Linked DNA regions of Mus musculus: region 1 is linked to region 2. The links are chromatin contacts, called in public Hi-C maps. All regions are on one chromosome and are shown on one strand. Each heading gives the region's core, a stretch centred on a gene start, on an enhancer-like site or on the middle of the called end of the contact. The rest is flanking DNA. Distances are from core to core; before and after follow the strand shown.

Region 1 (5,849 bases), core at 1,319-3,818, 200 kb before region 2:
GTGTATTTTCTCAGATCCATCTTCATTTTCATTTGTGTATGCATTCATGTATATGCAGGTGAGCATGGGAATATGTGGAGGTCAAAGGTGCACAACACGGACATTACTCGGCCAGTTGCTTCTTCATCCTGTTTACTTGCTTATTCACTTATCTATTCATTTATTATATATGTATGGTATATGCATATGTATATGTGTGGTACATGTGCATGCATGTGTATGCACGCAAGCAAAGAAGCAAGAGTGATGCCATGTGTATTCATCTTTAGCTCTCTGCTGTTGTTTTTCTGAGACAGAGTGTCTCAGTGAACCCAGAGCTCTCTGATTTGGCCTTTCTTGCTGGCTGGAGGTCTCTGGGGAATCCACCTGTCTCGGCTTTCCCAGCACTGAGATCATTGAGCCCGCTAGACTTTTATACATAGCTGTAGAAGATATAAACCGTTATACTTTCATGGCAAGCACTTTTCCTACTAAGCCAGATCCCCAATGTATGTTCCTGGGAATTTTGAAAGCAACTTGTTATCTCCTGCTGAAGTCAGTTTTATAGGAGACTTTGACTCCATGTTAGGTCTTCTGCCCTTGTTCCCAAACCTAGACATTACACCTCCATCCATTCTCTGGATTTGTAAAACACTTCTGTCTTCCATGACTTGAGAATCAAATGGCCCTAAAGCTTTGCCAAATTTGTAGTAATTCATCATTTACCTGTTCAAAGGAAGGTGCCTACAAAATAGAGCAAAATGATTTGTTCTTATTCTTCACAAGCCGTTCTGTACTGGTCTTGCTGATCTTCACAACTGCATTGCCTTGTTGATAATTATTTATTTTTTACTTTTTAAGAAAGCATTCAGAACAGTATCTCATTTCACTTTGTGTCTTCCTGATTGGTCTGCTGGTTTGCAGTTTGTTTTCCACTTAAATCGTGATGTTTCTCAGGTAACTTCCACAGGCACTGGACAATGAGATACTTGAAAGTTAAAAAAGGAAAGAGACTACTTCAATGGTAATTAAAGACTCTCTGGGTATTTTATTCCCTTTACTTCTTAGTAAAGTATATGGTTTTCTCCTAAAGAATGTTGTCTTCCCTCTCACTGAAAGATAGCTGACTTTTAAAAAGTGACAACTCCAATAATCATTGACATTCATGTGTGGTACCCTGTGCAACTAGTTTAGTGTTCAATGTCTAGCATGCTCTCTAGTTGCTGCCATAGTATTGTGAACACAGAAGCAAAGGCCATGACTACTAGGAAAGGCAGTTAATGGTCATAGGTCTCAGTACTAAATGGCTTATTCTTTCCTAAAATTGTCCAGAGGAAGATCCTGTTCATATCATGTGGGAGCTTCATGCCTAATTCCTTTGCACACACTCCTGTAATGTTTTGCATTTCATGTCCCTAATGTGCACTGAGTTGCTTTAAGTGAGACTCTGCAATACTTCTGCCACTTGATATCTCCCTTTCATCTTTTCTCTTGGTAAGAGTTCACGTTCTCACCTAATAGACCCCGATGAAGAGGTTGTTGCCACCTTAGGCTTTGGATAGTCTTCCAGTGTCCCTTGTCCTACTTCCAGTGGCCTCTTCCTACCTGGGTCACCTTTAGAATCCATCATTCTCTTTCCCATGCTTCTGCTTTGAAAGGAGAGATGTGTCTTGGAAAGTTAAAATCCCTGTTCTAAAACTTTGAGAGTGGCACTCTTAATGCAAGTTATATGGCCATTTTCTTTCCCTGGAAAATAGATCATTATAGAACATAGGGAAATAATCAGTTAAAAACAACAACAGCAGCAGCAACACCACCCAGGGTCAAATTTAACCAAAATTTTTTGAGTCAATAAAATAAAAATAGAAAGTTTAAGTAAAAGAATTTTTCAAATTAGAAAAGGAGGTTTATATTATAGGTCTAAAGGAATTTTCCCTAAAACAGTGCAGAGGCTGTAAAATATATAATTATTTCTCTACTCTAAAAACAATTTATCATCTAAACAACAGAGTAATCCTGGGAAAAATACCAAATTGCTTCCATTGTAATCAGCTTTGTTGTTGTGAGCCATCTCTCTCTCTCTAGCAGCCAAAGGGCTATTAACTTACTGTGAAATTTTGAAGTGCCCTAACTACCAGATTCTGTGAACAACACATACTACACATAAAAGGAAACTTCAACAACTCAGTGCACAACCTTCAGATCTCCCCACGAGGGAATGATAATTGACAGAATTAATGAGAGTATTCGATTACACACAGAGCAATTTTCATCACGGGTAGAGCAGGCCACTAGCCACGAGTCGCATTGTAATGGAGGTCCTCTCAGAAGGAGCGCGGGCTCTTGATTTATTGAAAGTAATCTGTAAATGGTGGTACTATACCTGCTGACTACTGTAGAAATAATTTACAAACATTAATTGCAGGAAAGAGTAGAGCCATTTGCTTCAAAGAGCCCATCAGCAAGCTGTCCTTCCTGTTTTATCAGTAGGCAAAGCTGAGAGCAAATAACAGATGGAAGTGTCCCTCGGTAGCGGCACGGAGTACTGGTGAAATATAGCACAATCTTCCTCCAGTGTGTTATGTTTTTAACAGGGGAGGATCAGAAGCAGAAGAGTCCAGGCTAGGATGAATGACTCCGCCGGATGAAACATCCCTTTCTTCTGGGAAGATTCCTATAGCAGATTGAGCGCAGGCTGTTGATTTCTGAAGCTTGATACAGTGTCATTACCAAAATGCATCTGGAAAAGTCTTAGCAAAGGGGATAAAACCTCAGAAGGCCAAGGGGAATCTGAGGCCTGTTCTAGTCTCTTAATGGGTGGTTAAATTCTGGTTCCATGAATAAGCATGCGAGACACCACAGAAACCACAGAGAAGGCTGCAGTAGACAGCTGTACTTGGTACTCATGTGCAACCTGTCAGAAGTGCCTCATGATGGTAACTAGAGTGTATGAGTGTGTGTGTGTGTGTGTGTGTGTGTGTGTGTGTGTGTATCTTAGTTGTCTGAATGTGGGTCTAAAAACCCTCCTACATCTGTTATATGTATGATTACATTGAAAAAGGTGGTTACTGGAGTCTGGATAGCTGGGTGGAGAGAATGCTGTTTCCCTAATGGAAAAATCTATCAGCCCAAAGTCAGTGACTGTTACTACACAGCTTTTAGGCAGTAAGATAGGAAGTGGTTCTCCATTCCACTAGATCTTTTATTCATGCCTAGTTCATTATCCCTTTTTATAGTAGCGGTTCTTAATGTTTTCCAGGCACCCAGCTTTCCTTTCTACCTCCCTCTCTTTGTCTTTTCTTTTTAAATTCTCCTTCATTCTTTGAACTCTGGGCATCACTGTACAGTCTATTAAGGTGCAAGATCCCTGTCCTGGCTTCCTTTAATAAGCAATACTGTTTCCCCTTCTTCTTGTTTTATTCATTTCCCTTTTTTGTCCTATGCTAAAGGGGAAAATCTCTGTTTATAGTTTAATCTACACACATTGTTCTTTATTTTATCTCTGTGCACTCCTTCATCAGTTCATCTCCTCAATGACCACAACCTTGAACTTGGTTTCTACTCTCACTGACTTCTATTTGGTTGTTACAATGCAAAAGAGAGCCTTACTTCCAAACCTGCATTATTTTTCAAACTACTACCCCTTCTATGGATAGAAAATTCCTTCAAAGATTAGTCTATGTTTCCGGCCATTTTTTTCCCACTTTATTTAATCCTTTTTGTATGGGAGTCTCACTTTCTTCTTGGCCACTCTGAAATTTTCTGCTGAAAGCGTTCAGCTCCTGCCCATTGACTGCCATTGTGATGGCATTAAACCATTTGGCATTGAACCGCCTTTCCCAGCCTGGTTATTCAGGTCTTGGCAGGAAGTAGGGCAGCATGTATAAGCATGACCAGATCCGATACACTCCTTCTCTCCACACAGACAGTGAGGTTACAGACGCAGAGTGTCGCCTTGGCAGTAAGGTGCTTCCATCTGGGGCTAGAACAGAAATTATTCAGAGAAACACAGTAGACTCCACAGCAAAAGATCGTTGGAAGCAGGTTGATCGTGCTCATTGTGGAATTTATAGTGTTCCAAATACAGCACTTCCTACTGTCTGAGCTTTCTTAGCTTTTATCTACCTCTTTCTAACGTCTATATAATTCTGTGAGCTAAGTAGTACCCCCACTACAATTCACCCCCTTCTCTTAATTATATCATGTTTGGTCTAAAGTCCTTTGAGTTAGACATCTCACTGATCCACAAACGGGTACATGGGATGTGCATCTAAGTCCTGAAACTGTAGGAGAAATGGCGTGAGACGTGAGTGTGAGGGAGGGATTTTAGACTGGGAAGGGACACCGTGGCCCCTCATGATTCTCTGGGAACCCATGCATGTGGCAGGGAAAGGGAAGATTAAATAAGGTCTGACTGTGGTCTCTGAAATAAAAGGTGCCCTTGGAGTAAAATAGCTATTGGAGGCAAGGCATTTGGGAAAACTATGTCACCACTGTCATTACACAGATTAAAGATTTATGGGGTTTCAGAGGGATATCCTGAGAACAATAAACAACTGGAAAGTGAGTAATTAAGTTTATTATCTCAAAATTCTTCAGTGCTACCAAGACAAAACTTCAGGAATGCTAACATCATTAGGAATCTCCATGCTCTCAGCTTCTTTAAACTTCTGCATAGTTAAAAAGCTTTTCTCAGTGATTAGTATCAATGTTGTCAAATTAATCTGTGCCCTGCTGGTGCTATCTCATAAATGTGACAATGAATACAAACATGAGGGATCCTGAACCTCAGAGTCAGGTCCTATGAGTGATTCCTGAAACAGAGAATGACTTAGATGCATGGCCCATCTCCCCATTGCTGTGCCAGTCTGCATGGCTCCAAGAAGCCAACTGCATTTTTCTTTTTCAGCTTTGTTCAATGATATCACATCGACTACTACTCATGACAAAGGGATTTCAAGTGTTTCAAATCTGAAAACACCTGTCCTCCTTTGCTGATCAGTGGGCTATAAAACATGTGTAAGTTTTATCTATGCTTGGGAATATCAGAGTATGCCCTTTCTTCTTTGATGGGTATATTTTCTGACCGGAAAAAACTTTGTTCCTGTTTCTTAGGGAACTCTGGTTTAAATATGAAATAGTATGAACACTTGGTCCCTTGCTGATTTTGTTGCTTTGAGATGCCTTGTAAAGACCAAGAAGTAGCATCTACCCATAGAAGTTGTTCCATGATTGCTCTTAGATATTATATTCTCTCTCTCTCTCTGCTGCAAATTAAGAGTAGAAGACTTAACAATTGTCAGGCTTATATGCTGGCCACCGTATAGCCACCTGTCAGCATGCTTTCTCTTATGTGAACTTATCTCCTTAGATCCTGGGCTGAAATAAATGCTCACTCCTTATTTCTTAATTGAGAGTTTTATCATAGTGATGGGTAAAGAAATTAATGTATAGGCCAACCATGTAAGGGAAAATCAGCTCATCTTGAGACTGTTCTTCGACTATCTCATCACCTTCAGGCTTTTAACTAGTGGGCAGATCCCAACGTGTCAGAGAGAGTCAGTAGCATTGTGAAAGCTAGCTGGAGAGAATTCTTTTCATTTATAACAAAAATGGAAGCTATGTGTAAGAATAATAGTGATTTCTAAGCACGATTGACCTTGGTCATATTTCAGTGTCCAACTTTACAAGAGAGTTAGTTTTTTTCTGAGATTTCACAATGGAAGTTTTAGCCAGAGTGGTAGGAGGGAGTCATATCATGGAGGCTTAGTTCTTGACTAGAGGCTAGATTCAATCGTGGCTTTGGATAAGAAAGCTGAGATGCTAGGTGTCCTACAAAATATGCAGTTTATTAGAGAAGGACATCTTCT
Region 2 (5,844 bases), core at 2,944-5,443:
AATAAAGAAAATAATGAACAGTAAAATATTTGTAATTTCTTTCAGTGTGTAACTACATTGTAAATGGGTAAATTCATTAGCATATACTAAGCAAATCTGCCAATAAAACATTCTCATCTTCATTTTGAAAATTAATCACATAATGAATTTAGTACAGGACTCTTCCGAAAGGCTCACTTAATTCAACTACTAATGGCCTGGCCAAATAGAGGAATTTCACCAAGGACAAGATCTTTATCATAGCAATTCTGAAACTCTGACTCGTAACCAAGTGTTTAGGGATAGTTGGCTTCATACGGGAATAAATTGATGAGATTGGTTACAAGAAGACATGTACGGATATGAAACTTTTTATAGAAAGTTGTGAATATGTTTCCACTTGTTTTGATGTAACATATATTCTAATATGGTTCTTGTTTAAAGTAACATTTTCCTACTCTTTACATTAAAATAAAATAGGTTGAAATGTGTGATATTTCTGTGTTTAATATTTTCATTTCCTTCTACTCTACTTTTCTTTTTGTAAATTAGAGTTTATGGCCAGAATTCTTGGTCAAATATTAGAATTGCAAATAAGGTCTTCTTGCTTTCTTGCACTACAGCAGAAGAACAGGAGCTGCCAGTGTCTGAAAAGTTAATTAGACAAAACATACAATTAATTACATCTTATTAACGTGTAAAAGGCCTGTGACAAATTGCCCTAATTGCATGCTCTTACATATCTGAAGAGGTCAGGCTACTTTAAAAAGTATGTCGTTAATGGAAGACAAATGTATCTTCATATGCTTGATAAGAATATTATAAACTGCATTATTTATGACTCTATTGGAATGCTTAATAATTTTAAGCTTTAAATTAAACTGCTCATTAAACAAGAGAGCTAGCACCAAGTTCTTAAAATAGGACATAAAAGCATACTGCTGCTTAAGATAAATTTGGAGATCTAACTTTCCCTCTGAATGTCTCTATGTGTCTATTTTTTAAATGCCCGAGCCTCAAAGATGTGAAATGTATCTTCATAGAGACTCAATAAAAGAGAATCCTGCTACTGAAGGCATTCACCCAAAAAATAGAAGGTTCATCTTTGAAAGCCTACAGATACTCAGAGTCATATGCACTCAGATGAACACTGGCATTAGTGCTAACCAAAGGATAGGAGGAAAAGGAACTAAAAACAAAATATACTAATTATGAGATATCAAGAAAATACCAGGGCTCAGCGTATTAGAGGCAAATAATAATGATATCCTGATGTCTGAGAAGAGCGCACGGAACATTCAACAGAAGCTAAGAGGAACAAATAGTATCTGATACAAGCAATTTAAAAGTAGGAATGGGTTGGTGTGGGTCTCATAGGCAGACATCTTGTCACATGAAGGTGTCTGGGTGTCATCACCAGTGAAGACCTGTCTCAGGGAGGGAATACCAGCAATTATGTACTCGCATACAGGTGTTTGGGTGTCATTGGTGAGGACCTGTTTGGGGAGAGAAGAGCAGCAGTGTTAAAGAAGACGGTTGTTATCTCAGTGAACACAGTCTGATAATCACTTGTGGCTCACAGAGACGCTTTAGTAATTGGGGAGTCTATAGCTCTTCTCTTCCATAAAAACCAAGGCCTCCCAAAAAGTTTCTTTCCACCTTTGCTTTAAATATGTATGGCTGGTGGGCACAGGGCACCAAAGCAGTGTGTCTGGAAGCTGCAAATTGTGATGGCTTTAAGGAACAAGTGTGGAAGGCCAATTCACAGCGTCTGCAGGCTTATCTAGCAGTAATGGTCTGTGTACATGGACACCCTCAGAGACACTTTCTGTTTAAACAGGCTCAGAGGAGCTGATCTACATATCTGAATGTTTGTGTTCATTTCAGTTTAATTTTCAGAGAACTCGTTTCTATTTTGAAAATACTTTTCTATATCATATTCCCCTTTCTTCCATCTATGAACTAAACTCACAACAAATGATAGGATTTATATAATGTTTACAGGAAGTTGCTAGGCTTGTTAAAGGTCTAAGATGCAATAATTACTAAAGTAATGGTAATATTTTAACCTAACTTTGAACCATGAGATGACAAATCCCAGGAATTTTAATAAGTCCCAAGGCTTATTAAAAAGCACCTAGACAATGTTTTCTGTGGTTAGGGAAGTAAGTGGGAAAGGATTGTATAGCATTCCTGGAAATGACCATTACAACATCACAGATCAATGATATTGGCGTACCAAGAAGTCATTCATTATGAGAACATGTATTGCATTTCTTGTTTAAATGTATAAAACATTATTATAAATGATTAAACCCTAAACATGTTTTCTTCAAAAATTCTTGCTATATATTGTGAATTAAGCACTTGGATAAGGTATGTTTCTAATGTGGCCATGTATTCTATACATTAATATGTATATAAACTTTCATTTTCTGGAAAACTATCATTTTAAAGCACATTTTAAAGTTAAAATACTAAGTTTTGGAGAAGTTAATATCATGCTTAGGTTTTGTTGTTTGTTTTCCTGTAGGAAGAATTGATCCTAATATACACTATTTAAGTGCTCAACCACTGAGCTATATAGAACTCCAGCTCTTATATTTATTTTGAGGCAGGACCTTATTAGAACAGTCATGCCGGACTTGAATTTATTCTATATCTCAGTCAGGCTATGAACCTGGGATTCTCTTTCTCAGGTCCCTGAGTGTCTAGGATTATAGGCTTGTGCCCTCAGGCTTGGCTAAGAGTAGCCCCTATTTAGAGAAGAACTTACGTGCAAACTGGAAGTAGACTTTGATTGGGTGTAACTGATGTGGTTCATTGAAGACAGGATTATCTTCTCTCTCTTTGGTCATGGCAGCTGTAGGCAGTGTAGCTGCCCATGACTTCGACAAATAAACCAACTTTACATTTACCAAGTCGTTTGCTGATAGTCTGCTTGGCATAGTCATGTGCTTGGAAACAAATACTACCAGATGTTTTTCTTAAAACTACAGATGGACAGAATTCATTTTAAAGAAACTTTTAGCCATATATTGAAATCTGAAAAATGGTAAATATGAGACTTATTTTTTATTGATAAAGAATATTTTCTTATAGAGAAAGTATGTAATTGACCCCAGTAATTAGACTATTACAAAAGTGTTTTCTTTTTAGTTAACCAACAGGTCACACTCTAGAGTAAGTATAATAAGGTATTGAAGTATTACAAAACTGGATTAAAAAGAAGAAGAGTCATGGATTGAGATTTAGAAATATTTAAATTTTTTCTTTCGTTTTTCTTTTTTTTTTTTCCCCTTTCTTTTAGCCTGCATATGCATGCTGGTAAAGGATCACTTAATTACTATCATTTCAGGGATTTTTTCTTAATTTCTTTTTTTATTAGATATTTTCTTTATTTACATTTCAAATGCTATCTCCTTTCTTAGTTTCCCCTCCGAAAATCTCTTACCCCCTTCCCTTTCATCCTCCTCCCAACCCACCTACTCCCGCTTCCTGGCCCTGGCATTCCCTTATACTGGGGCATAGAGTCTTCGCAGAACCAAGGGCCTCTCCTTCCACTGATGACTGACTAACGCATCCTCTGCTACATATGCAGCTAGAGCCATGAGTTCCAGCATGTGTTTTCTTTGATTGGTGGTTTGGTCCCAGGGAATTCTCGGGGTACTGATTAGTTTATATTGTTGTTCCTCCTATGGGGCTGCAAACCCCTTCAGCTCCCTGGGTACTTTCTCTATCTCCTTCATTGTGGACCCTGTGCTTTGTCCAATGGATGGCTATGAGCATCCACTTTTGTATTTTTCAGGCACTGGCAGATTCAAACTGAAGCAACAGTAGATTGATTTTAGTAAGCTGGCACACTGGAGTGGCCATATCTAATGGGAGCAACAACAGTCATGAAGCCAGAACAGCTGCTTGACAAAGATCCAACAAAGCCGAGCCACACGATGCGTCACCATTGTATAACCTTTCACTTTTGGTCTTTCTCTCCAAGTGTTTCATGCGTAGGGAGCTTTTAATATTTGTAAAACGTGACGATATTAGACTGATGGGAAATGCATGTCTTCTCTCAGAAGTACTGCTTCTAAGCTGCCCCAAGAAAGTCCTGAGCCTGTTATCCCTCCAACTTTTACAGAGATACCCTTATCTGGCTGTACTTGAAGGTCTTCCTTGTGCCCTGGAGATTCTGACTCACATGAAAATGGGAGAGGTCTTATGAGACGCCAGCTCCAAAATACTGTCTTGGAACATCTGCTCCTGCACTTATTCAGGAACCAGACAATTAGAAGAAAGTTAACTTCAAAAGGTAAGCAGGATTTGGTGGGCTAGAGGAGTGAGCAGCAGATCAGACAACAAGCCTCTTCCTCCTGTGTGCTCAGATGATTACATGGCTTATAAAATTGGGGGCTATATATGGTATGCCCTTTGAGAAAAAGATACAGCAACAAACTTAGATTGGCTGGAGTTACCTCTGCCCCTATACAGAGGCTTACTTATACTAATGTAGAAAACCTGCCTGAGAAGATGGCCTAGTCGGCCATCATTGGGAGGAGAGACCCTTGGTCTTGTAAGATTATATGCCCCAGTTCAGGGGAATGCCAGGGCCAGGAAGCAGGAGTGGATGGGTTGAGGAGCAGGGTGGGTGGGTGGGGGCTATAGGGGACTTTCAGGATAGCATTTGAAATATAAATGAAGAAAATATCTAATAAAAAGAAAAAGGAAAAAAGAAAAAGGAAACCTGCCTGAATAAATAATAAAAGAACAAGGTATCGGGATTGCCCTTTCTTAGGAAGGCTAGCTAGCTCATACAGGACCACTGTGGTATTGTATGACCAAAGAACAAAATAATATGAAGATTAGACATAAAAATAAAACTACAAATAAATAAAATATAAATTTTGTATTATGCCAGAAATTGAATAGTAACCGCAGCAGCTTTGGCTTGAAGATTTCTCTTGGGCCTAATGACAATTGGGACTCTGATCATTAAAAGTTGATAATGTCTTATTGACAGTGTCTTTTGCCTTGCAGAAGCTTTGCAATTTTATGAGGTCCCATTTGTCAATTCTCATTCTTACAGCACAAGCCATTGCTGTTCTATTCAGGAATTTTTCCCCTGTGCCCATATCTTCGAGGCTTTTCCCCACTTTCTCCTCTATAAGTTTCAGTGTCTCTGGTTTTATGTGGAGTTCCTTGATCCACTTAGATTTGACCTTAGTACAAGGAGATAATTTGCATTCTTCTACATGATAACCTCCAGTTGTGCCAGCACCATTTGTTGAAAATGCTGTCTTTTCTCCACTGGATGGTTTTAGCTTCCTTGTCAAAGATCAAGTGACCATAGGTGTGTGGGTTCATTTCTGGGTCTTCAATTCTACTCCATTGGTCTACTTGTCTGTCTCTATACCAGTACCATGCAGTTTTTATCACAATTGCTCTGTAGTACAGCTTTAGGTCAGGCATGGTGATTCCACCAGAGGTTCTTTTATCCTTGAGAAGAGTTTTTGCTATCCTAGGTTTTTTGTTATTCCAGATGAATCTGCCGATTGCCCTTTCTAATTCATTGAAGAATTGAGTTGGAATTTTGATGGGGATTGCATTGAATCTGTAGATTGCTTTTGGCAAGATAGCCATTTTTATTATATTAATCCTGCCAATCCATGAGCCTGGGAGATCTTTCCATCTTCTGAGATCTTCTTTAATTTCTTTCTTCAGAGACTTGAAGTTCTTATCATACAGATCTTTCACTTTCTTAGTTAGAATCATGCCAAGGTATTTTATATTATTTGTGACTATTGAGAAGGGTGTTGTTTCCCTAATTTCTTTCTCAGCCTGTTTATCCTTTGTGTAGAAAAAGGCGAT

The links. A called contact is a pair of places that touch in the nucleus more often than the background predicts.
Region 1: a contact with region 2 is called in a Hi-C map of myocytes, with 2.7 times the contacts expected there. The contact joins two enhancer-like sites. A contact is called at or near these places in 5 of 484 Hi-C or Micro-C datasets (cerebellum, granulosa cells, myocytes and 1 more).

What each region holds. Positions count from the first base shown.
Region 1 is chr3:50,304,545-50,310,393 of GRCm38.p6, reverse strand. No RefSeq gene overlaps it. Among named protein-coding and RNA genes, the nearest start is that of Slc7a11, 140 kb to the left of the region's middle. Within about 2 kb of position 2,568, at least 21 of the 459 cell types and tissues checked have an H3K27ac peak or open chromatin away from gene starts, as enhancers often do. A contact at or near this core is called in myocytes, where this site is marked.
Region 2 is chr3:50,103,745-50,109,588 of GRCm38.p6, reverse strand. No RefSeq gene overlaps it. Among named protein-coding and RNA genes, the nearest start is that of Gm40042, 80 kb to the right of the region's middle. Within about 2 kb of position 4,193, at least 17 of the 459 cell types and tissues checked have an H3K27ac peak or open chromatin away from gene starts, as enhancers often do. A contact at or near this core is called in myocytes, where this site is marked.